Regions from separate parts of the Mus musculus genome. Here region 1 is linked to region 2. Evidence: chromatin contacts called from public HiChIP or PLAC-seq data. All regions are on one chromosome and are shown on one strand. Each heading gives the region's core, a stretch centred on a gene start, on an enhancer-like site or on the middle of the called end of the contact. The rest is flanking DNA. Distances are from core to core; before and after follow the strand shown. Region 1 overlaps Supt3 (SPT3, SAGA and STAGA complex component). Region 2 has its middle 34 kb from the start of Runx2os3.

Evidence for each region. HiChIP or PLAC-seq counts read pairs in DNA pulled down with a chosen protein or histone mark.
Region 1: a CTCF HiChIP or PLAC-seq map of the NIH/3T3 cell line shows a contact between it and region 2, with 5 read pairs. The contact joins two enhancer-like sites. A contact is called at or near these places in 1 of 15 datasets of contacts at CTCF or cohesin (the NIH/3T3 cell line), 2 of 484 Hi-C or Micro-C datasets (CD8 T cells and group 2 innate lymphoid cells) and 1 of 115 datasets of contacts at active chromatin or transcription factors (the 230-238 cell line).

What each region holds. Positions count from the first base shown.
Region 1 is chr17:44,796,106-44,799,268 of GRCm38.p6, reverse strand. All of the region lies in intron 2 of Supt3 (SPT3, SAGA and STAGA complex component), which reads right to left. It also overlaps a transcript of Runx2 not described here. Among named protein-coding and RNA genes, the nearest start is that of Supt3, 21 kb to the right of the region's middle. Within about 2 kb of position 1,673, at least 17 of the 459 cell types and tissues checked have an H3K27ac peak or open chromatin away from gene starts, as enhancers often do. A contact at or near this core is called in the NIH/3T3 cell line, where this site is marked.
Region 2 is chr17:44,526,431-44,530,024 of GRCm38.p6, reverse strand. It overlaps a transcript of Runx2 not described here. Among named protein-coding and RNA genes, the nearest start is that of Runx2os3, 34 kb to the left of the region's middle. Within about 2 kb of position 2,089, at least 16 of the 459 cell types and tissues checked have an H3K27ac peak or open chromatin away from gene starts, as enhancers often do. A contact at or near this core is called in the NIH/3T3 cell line, where this site is marked.

The DNA.
Region 1 (3,163 bases), core at 424-2,923, 270 kb before region 2:
GAGACAGAGAAACTACCCATTTACCTGTGCTGTACCCCACGGACATTTTAAGGTAAAAAGGTGACACAAGCTGTCAAAACTATCAGACATTCTCAAAGAGTATTAGATGTAAATATAATCAAGTACTACAAGAAAATCCAAATGTACATTCATGAGACTATATATAAAAGAACACGCCTGGTATCTTTAAAAGGCAGGGTAGGCTATGAATGGTCAAACTTTTTACCAAAGCACAAAACTGTAAAATTGGTTAGAGGCCAACAGTTTTAGAGGCTCAACTTTATGAAATTTTGCTCATTAAAAATCATTTGAATGTTACTGTATTCATTTTTCAAGCTCAGTGGAACATTTTGTCATGTCCCTTATCACAAAAAATAAGTAAACATTATACATAGCCAATCATATATATTTTTGATTTAACATCATTTACTTTAGACATTACTCATAAAACTAGAAATAATCAATTATAAAAATACATTCATAGAAGTCTAAAACCCTTTTTCACTTTAGGAATCAGTAGTTTCAAACATTTCCTTATGAGTCTGTTCAAACAGCAAATTTTAAGATGCACGTAGCATCTCAAACAGACACGGAGAAGCAGCTCTCGCTGCCGAGAGAATGAAGGAAAGGACTTCTCCATGTTGGTGATGAAATTCCTATAGCTCCACTGAGCACAATTTGAAAGCACCAATTTTATGATCAGACTTGCCACCAACACCTTTAAAAATAAATGTTTCTACTTAATAGTGCTATTTCCCCAGTTCAAAGTCAGAGATCTTACTGATTCAACCAAATATGTGGATCTTATATTTACTGTAGACATATAGTTAATGACACTGGTTGCTGAGTACATAACAGGGTCCCATAGGTTTCCATGGAAGGAATGTTCTCAGGCCTCACCTCCAAAACATGGGACAATCCTAACACCCAACCCATAGTTCATGGACTAGGTCTGTTGTGCTGAGGCAGTGCACAGTGCTGTGCTTTCCTGCTGCTGTTGGAAGGAAGAACAGAAATGCATATTTAAAGTCCCTCACCAGCGCTGCAGGCCTGGCTACTACTTTAGGACTTCACTTTGATTTCCTTCCCTGCCCTATCCTATTGTGTTATAATCTTGCTGTAAACAGCCCTGACAGATGCCTCAAATCTTTTTTGGAATTAAGATACAAATGATAAAACTCATTGCTCAATCTAATACCATTAGCTTCTCATTGGGCTAGAACACTGGTTCTCAACCTATGGGTTGAGACCCCTTTCACAGGGGGTCACCTAAGACCAACAGAAAACAGAGATATTTAAAGTTCATAACAGTAGCAAAATTACAGTTATGAGGCAGCAACAAAAAATAAATTTGTTTGGGAGTCACCGCATCATGCAGAACTGTATTAAAGGGTCACTACATTAGGGAGATTAAGAACACTGCTCTAAGATAAAGACCTTGGGCTTTCTCCTTTAACTAGTTTGTAAAAGTATCTTTTATTCTGCTGAGTTAATTGTCATCTAGGTGGCTTACTGCCTCCCTCTGCTAACCTAGGCCTAGTCCTAGAAGCTTCTAGGCTCTGAGTAATCTATTCTAGGCCTAGAATGTTCTCAGCCTCTAAGACTTACTGCTATTCAGCTTATGCAAGCTCACCTTCTCTTTTGCTTTCTGAACTCTGGCTAGCTGATCAACTCAGCTGTTCTGGCTCAAAACCCCTCTCCACGCTGACTGACTCATGCTGGCTTATCCTGAATTGCTCAGCTTGACCTCGAACTGACTCCAGCCATCTGTTCTAATCTTCTAGCTACTTCGAATTCTCTTGTTTGTTTTGTCTTTATCTGTATCAAGTTTGTTCTCTCTCCAAACTGTCTCTGTAAAACTCTCCAGGTAAAACTGCCTCCTTCTTTTTAGCACAGGAGAGTTGGGCACTTCCTATTCTGTCACACCTTTCTCTGACCTTGTCTGCCACTCAGTCATCACTTTCAAGAAGGGTGCTTCCTTCTACAAACTAACATTACCTTTGCTGTTTGGGATTAAAGGTGTGTACTAAAGGGCCTGTCTGAATTCCAGCCAGAGAGATTAAAGGTGGGTGTGCTAAGGCTGAGCCACACCATAACTAGAAACAGTTTTTTTCAGTAAATAACACAATCTTGGGGCTCACAGTGTAATCAAATACTCTGCAACACTAGTTCACTATTCCCATGAGCCTCTAAGACCTAACAAGCTAACCTGTGCAATGTCTGACTGATTTGTTACTCTCCTTCATTCCTGGTGCCACTGTCTCTCCCCCAGCCAATCCAACTTCCATGGTGCTACTTACATATTCTCCTCAGTCAAGGTCAATGCACATCAAACCTGTCACTTGGCAAACACCTTAGAAAGGTTTCCTATGCCCAGACAAAAGATTAAATTCCCTAGTCATCCATTCAGTTTGCCACATTCCAATACTGACCACCAGTCTGACAGTATTTTCTACAAGCGCATTTCCTTCAGCTACATTCAAGCTACCTGAAGCTCACTCCTAGTGCTCTCCTTCACTTGTGGTGCTCCTTCCTTGTGCTGTCACCCTCCCCTAGGTTTCTGAAGGTTTAAACAGTACCTATCTAAAGAAAGATCAAATGGTATTATTTTCATAAGATTCCTCCTCGCAGCTGAAAACCCTCTCAGCCTCCTCTGTCTTACCGCGGGAGAACATCAGTAACCTTTCTTTACATACTTATGTTCTCAATCGCCGGCCATTCTGCGTCCACCTGTGGGGAAGACCCTACTTACACACGTGTGTTTAATTACTAGTTGGTGAGTCCAGAACTGAAGCTGCAGAATCCACTTGTCTCCTACTGTATTCGGAGAAAGCCTTTTAAAGGAGCTGACTGGCGAGGAAAAAGAGTTGATAATGTAATAAAAACCTCACCCTCTCGAGCAGCCACAGATGCCTTGTGATGAGGCAGAGCTTAGAGTACACTATGTTTCACACTCCATGAAGACAGAAATATACTTAATGGTGTGCACCTGCCTCCCACATACCAAGCCAGGATTGTACAAATTAGAGATTGTGAATTCAAATTCTACCCAGGCGACTTAAAACCCATGTTTTCTGTGTAAATCTTTAATGTCTCTGTACCTAAGTACATATCTATAAAGTAAGAAAGGCAAAAATTGCCTCATGCAATAATCAACGACCAC
Region 2 (3,594 bases), core at 840-3,339:
CATGTTTTTGGCTGCTGTGTAACATAACCTCTTCAGGTTGGTTTTAATATGCAACAAAACCGTGAAGCATATGAATCGTATTGTCTGTGAACCTACAAATGGCCTTCGGGCAGAGATGTAGGATTCTAGGGATGACGGAGATGAAAAAGTCATACTTGAGAAATTCTCATTCTGTATGAACCGACCTATTTTATTTATTGACTTTTGATTATGTATGTGTGTTAATGTATATGCGTATGTGTATGCATGTCCTTAGGTATGCGAGCCCGCATGTGTGGGGGTGGGTTAGGGAGGTTCATGTGCAGGTGTGTGCATGTGCACGTGACATGGAAGTTTGACGGTGCTGATGTTGAGTGTCTTTTGGCATTCCTCTCTACCTTATTTATGGAATCAGGGTCTCTCTCTTGCTGAACTCAAAACTTGCTGTTTCTGTTAGTGTGGCAGCTAGTTTACTCCAGGGAGCCCCCCATGTCTGCCTACCATGGTTTGATATTATAGGTGACCACTGTATGTGCCTGTCTTTTCAGAGGGTCTTAGGAATCTGAACTCTTTTGGTCACTCTTGCATAGTAGGTGCTTTACCCACGGAGGCACCTCCCCAGCCCCACTTTGATTATTTTTAGTGTGTCCCAAAGTGACATTAGCAAGGACCAGTAGGATCAACAGTCATTTCTTCTTCTCTGTGTAGAGACGTGGGGCCAGAAAGTCTTAATGAGCCAGGAAAATAAGAAGCAAAACCCTGGAGTTTGGAATGTGGAATGTGCTTTCCTTAGAAGCTATAGACGCTACTGAGAAGTCTGTCTCTCAGACACCAACAGGGGCCCAGAGAACCTATAAGAAGAGGAGGTTCCTTCCCTTCAGTTGGCCTCACTAGTATAAAACCAACCTTCACCTGTCAGTCATTCTGAGAGTCTTCCAGTAGCGAGTTCATCTCCAAGGTCACAGGTCAGATGGCCATAGGGCTAACTGACTCCTTGAATCTACTCATTACTTCCTGACTCCAAGATCACCTCTCCCCACACTATCAAGTACTTTCAACTCTCCAGGCAGAATCTTCTTTTCTCCTGGCCTGAAGTACTCTGGGCACATTCTTGAACCGAGTTCAAACTGACAGGATTTCCCTAAAACAAGCAACTCCCTGGATGCCCTGGGAAGCAGTGTGACTACTGGGGGGATTAACATAGCCAGAGCAACGTGGCTCTGGTCCAGGAAGAAAATGTATGTGCTTAAAAAAAAAGGCTGGCTCAGAGTCTTGGGAACCCTATAATCAGAAGCATGCTCACTCTGACAGTTTCAAAAGACCCAACACCCACCTCAGTACGGCCTGGCAAGGGTTCAGAGAAACCCACCCCCTCTTTTGTCTTTTGGATGGAATGCAAAAGCCGAAGAAGACTTCCTGCCCAGAAGGCAGAGAAGGGGCAACCCTTTGCCACTGTACCTTGACAAGGTAGGGGGACACTGAAGGCCAGCCATCCTTCATTCATCTTTGAATGTTACGGTGTCGTCATGTGTCATAAGGCACTGGGTGATAATTCGACATGGCTTCTGAGCTGGTTAAAATCTGCTATCTAATCTTCAGCCATGCTTTTGATTGGTTCTTTGTTTTGTTTTCTCCTTGGAGTGGGGGGGGGAGCTACCCACAGGTTGGAGTGTGGGTGGCTCTTGTCAGGACCGGACATGCAGGGGTGGAGCAGGAACTGAGGAGGCTAAGAGAGAAGAGACTGTCTTCTCCAAGGTCAAGGCCAGTATGCACCCAGCCAGTGGATGGGTAAAGGAAGGGTATGCAAAGATGTTTTGATGGCCAAAGCAAGCAGGATCAGAAATCCTCTTAGTTGTGTACTAGGAAATGATAGCCCAGGTTTGGTAGAAAGATCGGTGTGGCTCTAAGTGTGTGCTTAGTTCCCTTTGGGCTCTTGTTAGTTTTAGTCAGCTTGGCACAGGTCTAAGCCTTGTGGGTGCATAGCTCTCTCTTTAATAAATAAAGATTGGAGTTTGAGATCTGGAAAGAGGGAGTGTCTAACAGCTACTGACAGATACTCTCCTGTGGTCAGCATCTAATCTGTATGCCAGAGGGCTTTCTTCCTGAGAGTTGAGTTCCCAGGTCATTTTGGTGAAGGAAGATGACAAAGATGCTTGCCTATTTGGTCTGCTATGAGCCATATTTACTGTAACTGAGATGGGGATGCTCATAGAAGAATTTAAGTTACGAGTCACACTGAGTTAACTTTTTGGGGGGGGGGAGGGGCAGGGCATCTGGGATATAAATGCTCAAACATTTCCTTAGAAAACTTGATTTTTTTTTTTAAATAACAGGCCAAAATTTGAGATAAAACTAGTTTTGTTGGTTTTCCTATGGCAGTCAGCCTGTCCATGTAGACTCTAATTGAACTCTGCTTGGCTATGGGGATCCAGCATTGATCCCCACCTCTCTCTGTCTCTGTCTCTGTCTGTCTGTCTGTCTGTCTGTCTGTCTGTCTGTCTGTCTGTCTGTGTGTCTGTCTGTCTGTCTGTCTGTCTTGCCTATGACTCCAGTGATGACCAAGCATGAGTGTGGTACTGTCCTCACACCAATGGTCAATGCTGAATTAACACATCAGTGGCTATTCCCCATTCCAAACATCACAGCATGCCATCGGCCATTCAACAAATGCTTGCATGGATTTCTACTTGTCAGATCCCATATCAGGTGCTGAGGAAAAGGTCTGAGACTGTCAGGAAAGATGAGATGGACATGGATCTGAAGGATCTGAGGAGCAGCAGAGTCTGTGGGGCTTAGAAGAGGAGGAGGTGGAGGAGGAGGAGGGAAGATATTGAAGTCTCTGAAGATGTAGGACAAGGCAACCTTGACTCAGTAGGCCAAATGATGCATGGCCACATCTCACACAGCATAGATAAGAGTGATCAGCATATTTGACTCTGCGTGGACTTGAGGAAGAAAGACAATGCAGTCTTTCCTGAAAGAACATGCCCTGCCCTCTCTTGAAGTCCTTGTGATGGGGACCGGTGGGAGATGAACTTGAAGAGCCTGCCTAACTACTAGCTTGTTTCCCTGGGTTTCATCGGATGCTCAATATATTCTGGTGAATGGATGGAAGATTTTGACTTTAAGTAATACATTATAGCAGGGATGAGCAGAGACCTATGACCAAGTCTCAGAAAATATCCTAATGTACGCCTGCTGCTACTGGTTAGGGGAGGAAAACCTGAATTCATTCCTCCATGACCCTGATAACGCCACATAAATGCTGGGCACGCAGATGCCATTTGATTTTCCTCTTCTGTCACACTCTGGGTGTTGTTGTCTACAAGTAATTTAAAAAAAAAAAAGGTGCCGGTCCAAGTAACTTTAAAATGTTGGAAGTTTCTGGCAAGTTCGAATCCCTAGGGTGGGACAGATCAGTATCAGCCAATGTTTCCCCAAACAATAAAAAATAAAAACAAAACCCATGTGAAATAATTTACTAGAGGTAATTTAATATGAGAAATCAGTTACAAAGGCTTTTTAGAAGAGTTGAGAGGGCAACCTGGGATGACCACACCGTCTCAAGCAAGCTGTTAAAGCCATTTATCTGGGGCCTAGAGAGACCTACAATGT